Regions from separate parts of the Drosophila melanogaster genome. Here region 2 is linked to region 1. The links are chromatin contacts, called in public Hi-C maps. All regions are on one chromosome and are shown on one strand. Each heading gives the region's core, a stretch centred on a gene start, on an enhancer-like site or on the middle of the called end of the contact. The rest is flanking DNA. Distances are from core to core; before and after follow the strand shown.

Region 1 (3,833 bases), core at 489-2,988:
AGAATTTCTCCTCTCCTTCCGATTGGATTCTGTTTCATTTTCGTGTCCATTTAGAATGCAGTTCGTAGGGCTTAGGCATACAATGTGGTATGTATGTAAGTATTTACCTATCTATCTAGCTACCTACCTATATATATCTATCTATTTATCTATATATCTATCTATTTATCTATATATCTATCTATCTATCAGTCAAATCAGATCATTGATTGGTCTTGGTCGGGACGGCAAGATATAAAGACATCGCATACAATCTCGACTCTTGAAACTAGAAAACTGCTCATAAGCATGATTATAGGCATGCGTATATATGTATGTACATTCCACATGCATGCAACATTAAACATACGTACTTGTATGCCCAAGTTACACGATTCTATCGATTTTCGTACACCCACACTCTCGTGAATTGGCCAATCGGGCCCATAGCCGTCGTAGCCATCGACTGGCTGGCCAAAAGTGCACTACACACAGTATACAACTTATGCAGGCACCTTACTATCTGCTCTTTTATGCACTAAGCTCTGCGCCACATTAGGTAATTACACATGGTCAGATGTATCTCGTGTTCTTCCTCTACGAGCCGCGCATTCTGAATGAATCTGAGTCTGAACCTGGATCTCAATCTGTAGCTGTATATGTATCTGAGCGACTTTTGAGACTCGCTGCAAGAATGGATGCAAACTTATTGGCCTATAGCTTGTTGGCTTGTTTGTTTCGCTCAAGAAAGTGAAATGCAAAGTGAACAGGGGAAGTTCGCGAGGGGCAGATGAACGCAATTCACTGCAATGCAGCAGTGAAGCCTTTCCCTTCTTCTTTCCTTCCTCTCTTCGCCACTCGCTCCTCTCTCTCCTCCTCCTCTTTCGTTCTCTTCCGCTTTGATGTTGGTCGGAATCGGAATGTTACGTCGCATGTGCTTTTGCATGTGTGTCCCTGTGTTTGTGTTTTGTTTTTTTGTTTTTGCCATGTAGCTACGTAACACCCCTTATCCACTACCCACTATTCACTATCCACTTTGCTCCACCTATTATGCCGTTTTGCGGCACTTATCGGGGGGAATTGCTCCTATTTCGGGACACAATACCTATAAAATCTATTGACTTCCGTCGCTTGCCTTTTATTTGCATGAATGCGATACGCGATATACAACGACACATACACACACACACACACACACGGCTGCAGATGTGTGCACATGTATATTGGGTTCTGTTCTTTTCTGGCTACTGCATACCTTTTTGCTCTAATTATTGATTTTTACTTCGCTGTATCGGCAGAGTGTCATTTGTTAACGGTTCTGCTCTCTTCGTTGGGCAGCCGATTCTAGCCTCCTCGCTTCGCTGTTTCGTCGATTAGGATAGGATTTGTGTGGCTGCAACTGCAGTGGCGTGCAATTGCATATTTCACTTGGCGGCACTCGGGAGAAAAAAAAAAGCACCCACGTACACGCACGGACACACGCACACACTTGCAAGCCCTTGTGACACACACACTGACATGGCCGGACAAACAAATCAATGCTTGTTTGTTTTATCTTCGGTGCGGTGCTGCTCTTTTCTCTGGCCGCGCGTTTACTTCGATTTGGTTCCTCGATGCGGATTAAACATAAATCGCGTTACACTTGTTCAAATCTGCACATTTGCTGCATTACATTGCATTAGAAAAAATAACAATGACCCTTCGTCGCTTTTTTGTTGCTCGGAATCTAGCGATGTGAGCAGTTATCACAATATCTAATATCGATACTTACATCGTAATGTTACTGCTCGAATCAGTCCGCTTATATCGATATTTTGGATATCTGCCAACAGTAGCTGTTAACAAAATTTCCCACCGTAGAAATGAGTAGTATTAGTTGTAGTAATTGTATGATTTGTTAGGCACATTGGTCTAAAAAAAATGGTTTGCATTTAATTCACCTTCTTTCATACATTAACATTCTTTACCTTCAATTACAAAAACTATATTATCCAGAGCATGGTAACAGAATTGTTGGAAAACGTTATACTAACGAGTGCCTGTTTTAAGAGTTACTTTTCGAACAATTCACTTATAATACTAAAAATTAACTTGGTGTACTTAAACTTACACACTACTTTGCGGAAATTGTACCCCAATTTGTGAATATATTGTGAATATACTGCAACAGTTTGTTTAGGTACCTAACGATTTTACTTATCCATTTATCTTGTGTGTTTAAAATTAATTTTACTTTTAACTGATATAGATTTTTTGGTTTCCATACATAATTAATCAACTTTTAATGAAGAACTTTTTTCTTGCGTATATATTTTTCAGAAATGGATCCCGTTTAATTTTGCATGAAATCTAACAGGCTTCAAATACTAAAATTCAAATAGCTACATAAAAATTCTTTTGATATAAAAATATGTTTCGTTAGTTTTTATCGGCTCACATTCTTTCTTTAGTTTTTAAAATTTATTTAGCACTAAATACGAAATTGTTAATGAAAGTGTATATTAATTATATATATGCTAACATCGATATCGCCATTGCGATGTTATTGTGTTTTTTCTGTTACTTGGTTTAGTTGCACCCATTAGTATTTTTTTATGTCCTGGTGCTGGTCACACCGGATTGTCAATGGGCTTTAGCGAGGACGCCTTCCCAACTTAGTGAGTGCGCGCTCCCTTGCAAAGCTCCGCGATGATACATATGTAGCGCCATCTGGTGACTGTTTGACGCACTTCGATGCAGTTCCATTCATTACTTTTCAGTAGTTTATTACCACCTAGTATTAATCATAGCTAAGGTATAATCATTACTTTTCAGTAGTTTGTTTATTACCACCTAGTAATCATAGCTAAAGCATAATCACCGCTGTAGTTGTATAAAAACTAGCGGCGATTTTACATTGGCATGTCCTGGAGAATCATAGCTATGACGAAATATTACATTCTTAAGCAGTAAATTCGCAATTGATTCATCGTTGTTTCCTCCTAAAAATAGAATTGAAATTTTCATCAGCTTTTGTTTGATATTCTGGGTGCGGGGTATATTCAAATTTGTATCTTCGCATAGAAACATCTTTTGACGCAAGCACTCCTACGAATGGATGGTTTTAGATATTTAGATTAGATTGATCGGAGCGGAGGAAGCTCAAATTCCGCCCAACAGAGACGTTCATTGGAGTTGAGTGGGCCAAGTTGGCCGGGTTACTTTGCTTGAGCCAAGTGCAGAATGTGTAGAAAATGAAGATGCAAACCGAATCAGGGAAATTGGCAGAGCAAAGTGTCATCGCTTCAAAGGAAACGCCAGGCATCGGACTCTAGCTGGAGTTGCGATGAAGCTGGGAAGGATTGCTTTGTTTCTCCGTTTGTGGCCGACGAAGTGTGTTGCTCTCGCGGCAGGAGAGCATAGCAAACAAGGCTGAGCTGATGTCGATGGCAATTGCATCCCAATACCCCACAATACCCCGACACCGAGAATAATACATTTGGACGGACATACATACTAGATGGAGCAGCAGAACAAAGCCTTGTGGTGCGGCTCACACATCCTGTCAAGCGAACAAGGTGCCGGCTTGACTCAGCCCTTCCAAGGAGCCTTCAATGCAAGAGCTATTCAAAAATAGTTTCCATTTTGGCATTCTGCGCAAAATGTTGTCCTGGTCGCAGCTCGCCAGGATTCGATAAGTTGGGAGTGGGGGGGGGGCGGAGTGGGGCCTCCACGCCTAACTCCTAACAACCAGGCTAACACGGTGTAGGCGGCGGGGCGGAGTGGGGCGATGCAGGGACAAGTTCGCAAAAATTGTGCGCATATTAAAATTCTTGGTGAAAGCTTTTGACATAAATTAAAACTTTTTTTTAATG
Region 2 (4,161 bases), core at 39-2,538, 47 kb before region 1:
ATGGAGGAGGAGAAGGAGGAGGATGAAGTGAAGGATCTAAATGAGAACAGCGGCTCCACCAAGCCAGCTACATCGACCTCGAAAGGCGCAATCCCGAAGCAGCCCAAGAAGTTCGCCTTAACCTTCTAGAAATGCTGTGACTAATAAATCTACCTAACTGGGCGCAACGACTATTATAACTTGGTCGGGATCGGGCTTAGGGATTCATTGACGCAGTGGGGCAACTTATGTCGCAATTGTCATGTCATTTTTAATAAGGGTTTCACTGCTCGCTTGCTTCGATTGCAGAAATTTCAAATCAACGCAATTTTAGCGCTTCATAGTGTGGCACGAAAGTATGGTGTAGCTTTTACAGGGTTCTGTACCACGCTTCACGGTTTGCTCCATTCTTGATGGGCATTTAAAGCTTACGTTGTTTAAACTAGTTTTCTGTGCTTAGCTTAGTTAAGACTATACCATGAATAAAACAATTGAGGCATTAAAGCCCGCAGAGGTTGCCTTCACTGGTTGAACACGCGCTGAGGATTTCACCAAAGCTTTCAGAATTGATATTACCCCCACATTGGTCTATAGCTATTCAATTAGTTAAGACTTTTGTATGAATGAAGGCAAGGTTTGCCTTGTTGTTACATTTTGAATTTCTATTTTTAAGAAAGCCAATTCAAAACAAGAAAGCCCGTTACTTAGCTAGTGTGAATGCGATTGCGAAATTTAATCATTTTTCTGGGATAGATATTGGGTAATAAAATCAGGAAAAATTTGAAAATTGTTCCAAAGTGTGGGCGTGACCGATTTGGCAGCTTTAGGGCGTTATAGTGGGCGTAGCAAAAAGTTTTTTGGCAAATCAATAGAAATTTTTAAGAAAATGAAAATTTTCGATAATTGGTTCAAAATTAGAGTGGACGTGGCAAGTAAAGTCAACAAACTTGTGCTGCGTCCTTGTCTCTAGAATTTGTATGCTGAATCTCAACCTTTTAGCTTGAGATCTCAACTGTTCGCGATTCGCTGGCAAAGGCGTTCGTTCAATTGGTTAGAGAAGAGTCCCTGATGAATTACAATACAAAGTGACAAAGCCTTGAAAACACGAAACAATATAAACGATATGAAATGATCTTAAAATCTTGAACTTCTGACTAGGAAACAATAAGAAGCACATCTCTAATAATCTATCAAGTAGGGTTGCCACCCTATCGATAACAGTGGAGCCATTAGTAAAGGGCAAATTTAAATTCTAAGAACTCTGCTCCAGAAACTTCAACGTGATAGTCAACTTGTTTTTCTGAGCCAAAAGGATAGGTCATTACGATTGAGGACGACGACCAGTGAGTTCTATACTATATAGCTCTATATTCGACTAATTGTTTTTGTTCGTTACTTAAATAATCAAGACTGCGCTAAGTCATAATTAAGCCAAAGATGGAAAAGAATCTACCGGCATCCATTTCGGTATGTTCAAGAGTGTAATATTGGTATTTCGCGTTTTGCCTATAATTGTATTCCCTTGAAGAAGAACAAGAGATTCGAATCGACGATGATGAGTTCTCCCGTGCCAAGTTTTGCCAAGTCCAATGGGATGAAAAAGAAGACTACGACCTTTTCACGATTCATCCGCACCGATCGTGCCGCAGGGGGCTTGACCAATGGGGTGAAAAAGAAGACTGTATCCGTTTCGCGATTCAGCCGCGTCCATCGTGTCGCAGAGGACCTGACCCGTGAATTGGCCGGCATGTCGTTGAAAAAACAGGCTGTGCAACCGCGTCGTCGTTATTCTTTCACCAATGAGTTCCCGGATGATCCACCAAAGCCAGCTCCCAACCGTCGCTGCTCGCTTGTCCGCCGCAACTCAATTAACCTCCCAATTGAGTCCAATTTTGATATGTCCGTGCTGATGGATGATGATGATGAGGAGGAGGAGGATGATGAGATGATGATGGCGAAGGAGGAGGATGATGAGATGATGATGGCGAAGGAGGAGGAGGATGAAGTACAGGATCTAAATATGACCAGTGGCTCCATCAACCCAGCTACATCGACCTCGAAAGGCGCCATCCCGAAGCCGCCCAAAAATTTCGGCTTTACCTTCTAGAAATGCAAGGACTAATAAATCAAGCTAGCTGAGCGCTACGACTATTATAACTATTCATTGACTCATTGGGGCGACTTATGCAATTGGGTATATGGTTATCTACAACTCGGATCGGCTCGTATGACTCATGATCACGTAGAGGTGCTTCTGTTCAGGTTGAACCAATATCGGAAAATGCGGTCTTATAGCACGAACCTCGAACATGACGCAATTATCCACATGGATGGCTGTTTGCAATTAATTTATCTATTGGCTTTATATTCTGTGAAATTGTCATGTAATTTTTAATAAGGGTTTCACTGCTCGCTTGTTTCGATTACAAAAATTTCCAATCAACGCAATTTTAGGGCCTCATAGTCTGGCACAAAAGTATGGTGTAGCTTTTAGCAAGGTTCCGCACCAGGGTTGAGTATTTGCTTCTTTCTTAATGGGCATTTAAAGCTCACGTTGTTTAAACTAGTTTGTTGTGCTTAGCTTAGTTAGGTCTATACCATGAATAGAATAAAAAAAAACAAGAAAAACAAAAGACGCGTATACTAGATTCGTTGATAAGTATGTAACAGGCAGAAGGAAGTATTTCCGACTATATAAAGTATATATATTCTTGATCAGGATCAATAGCCGAGTCGATCTAGCCATGTCTGTCTGTCCCTATAAACGTAGAGATCTTAAAAACTATAAAAGCTAGAAGGTTAAGATTCAGCATACAAATTCTAGAGGCTAGTTTGTTGACCTATGTTGCCACGCCCTCTCTAATGCCTACAAACTGCACAAAACTGCCACGCCCACTCTAACGCCCTAAAGCCGCCAAACCGGTCACGCCCACACCTTCGAAAACTTTTTAATTTGTTTCTCATTTTATTCCCCAGAATCTATTGATTGAAATTGATTGAATGAAATTTCGCGTTTTAACTACAATTTTTAAAACTAGAGGTGTAACTATTATATTATTATAACTATTATGTTATATAATATATTATATAATATATATATATAATATTATATTATATTATTATAACTATTATATGGTAATTTTACCGATCACACGTTGTCATTATCTTATTATCTTATTACCGCCCACTGTTGAAACAGCATTCGGTTTTGGTCAGGACACGGATTAGCCAGGTTCTCAATATAGTCTGCAAACAAATGGCTTATTAAAATCGGAGGACTAGTCCTAATGCCTAGCCAAAGATAGTAACTAATAGTAATAGTACGAGTAGTACAAAATAAAGTCGAATATTATGCAGACATATCCAGCGAGTTGATCGCTCCTATCGTTTTTACGCCTTGAGAGCATTCTTTTTGTGCTCCATAATTGAGTTTAAGAAAGCCTCGCCCATTGGATCCACGTTCCCATGTCCTGGACAGTTGCTTGGACCGGGATTGCATTGTCTGCGGTGATTGACGGGCGTTTGATGGCAGCCGGACTTGTTTGGCGAGTGACATTTGTTTAACGGAATTAACGGGTGTGTGCGAAGAGCTTATCTGCATGCTGAATTGGAATGAAAGGGCTCTGAATCACAGCCACCACCACCGTCGGATGGACGGATGGTGGCCATGTGCGTGTGGACCTACACATCCATCGAAATGGATTTAAAGAAACGGAAATTTGAGGCAATGTACGATGTCCGACAGGCGAAGGCGCTTTGTGGCTGTCCAGTTGTTCAATGGTCCATTGGTCCCAGTGTAACCTTCGTCCAGCGGTCTTCTTGATTGGCATAGGAAGTGTATAGGTCTTCCAACGTGCTGCTCTCGATGTCGATTCAAAAGCGATTTCAGTTGCTAAACTTTGGCACGGCCTGACGTCTACGAGTTTGTCGACCATCACATCACTCTGGTTACACCCAATCGAGCCTCCTACTCGTATGTGCTCCACCTCCACACCCGTTCGCATGTTTGGACAGCAGTGAGTCGGAAACCGAAGAGTTTCCCGGCAATTGAACACGGTTTCATCCTCATCACAGACGTCATCAGTTCGGCAGCTCACCATCGCATCGTCATAGCCATCGGCTATATATCGGTATTGACTTTGGATGCCCAAGACACCGACAGGGCCCTTTTTTGATTTCTTT

What was found. Hi-C and Micro-C count contacts between places; a contact is called where the count stands out from the background.
Region 2: a Hi-C map of the Kc167 cell line shows a contact between it and region 1, with 2.8 times the contacts expected there. The contact joins the promoter of CG14810 here to the promoter of prage in region 1. A contact is called at or near these places in 24 of 107 Hi-C or Micro-C datasets (the Clone 8 cell line, the Kc167 cell line, the OSC cell line and 7 more) and 2 of 6 datasets of contacts at active chromatin or transcription factors (both in the Kc167 cell line).

Annotation. Positions count from the first base shown.
Region 1 is chrX:1,771,624-1,775,456 of dm6, reverse strand. prage (prage,) reads right to left here and starts at 1,738. Exons shown (of 4, transcript NM_001258549.1): 1 at 1,235-1,738. It overlaps Adar (Adenosine deaminase acting on RNA), which reads right to left and starts at 1,732. Exons shown (of 11, transcript NM_166903.3): 1 at 1,262-1,732. The coding sequence starts at 1,285.
Region 2 is chrX:1,817,468-1,821,628 of dm6, reverse strand. It overlaps CG14810, which reads left to right and starts at 1,288. Exons shown (of 3, transcript NM_130585.2): 1 at 1,288-1,322; 2 at 1,389-1,446; 3 at 1,508-2,134. The coding sequence starts at 1,417. The coding sequence ends at 2,086. All of the region lies in intron 2 of prage (prage,), which reads right to left. CG14811 reads left to right here. Exons shown (of 2, transcript NM_130586.2): 2 at 1-160. The coding sequence ends at 129.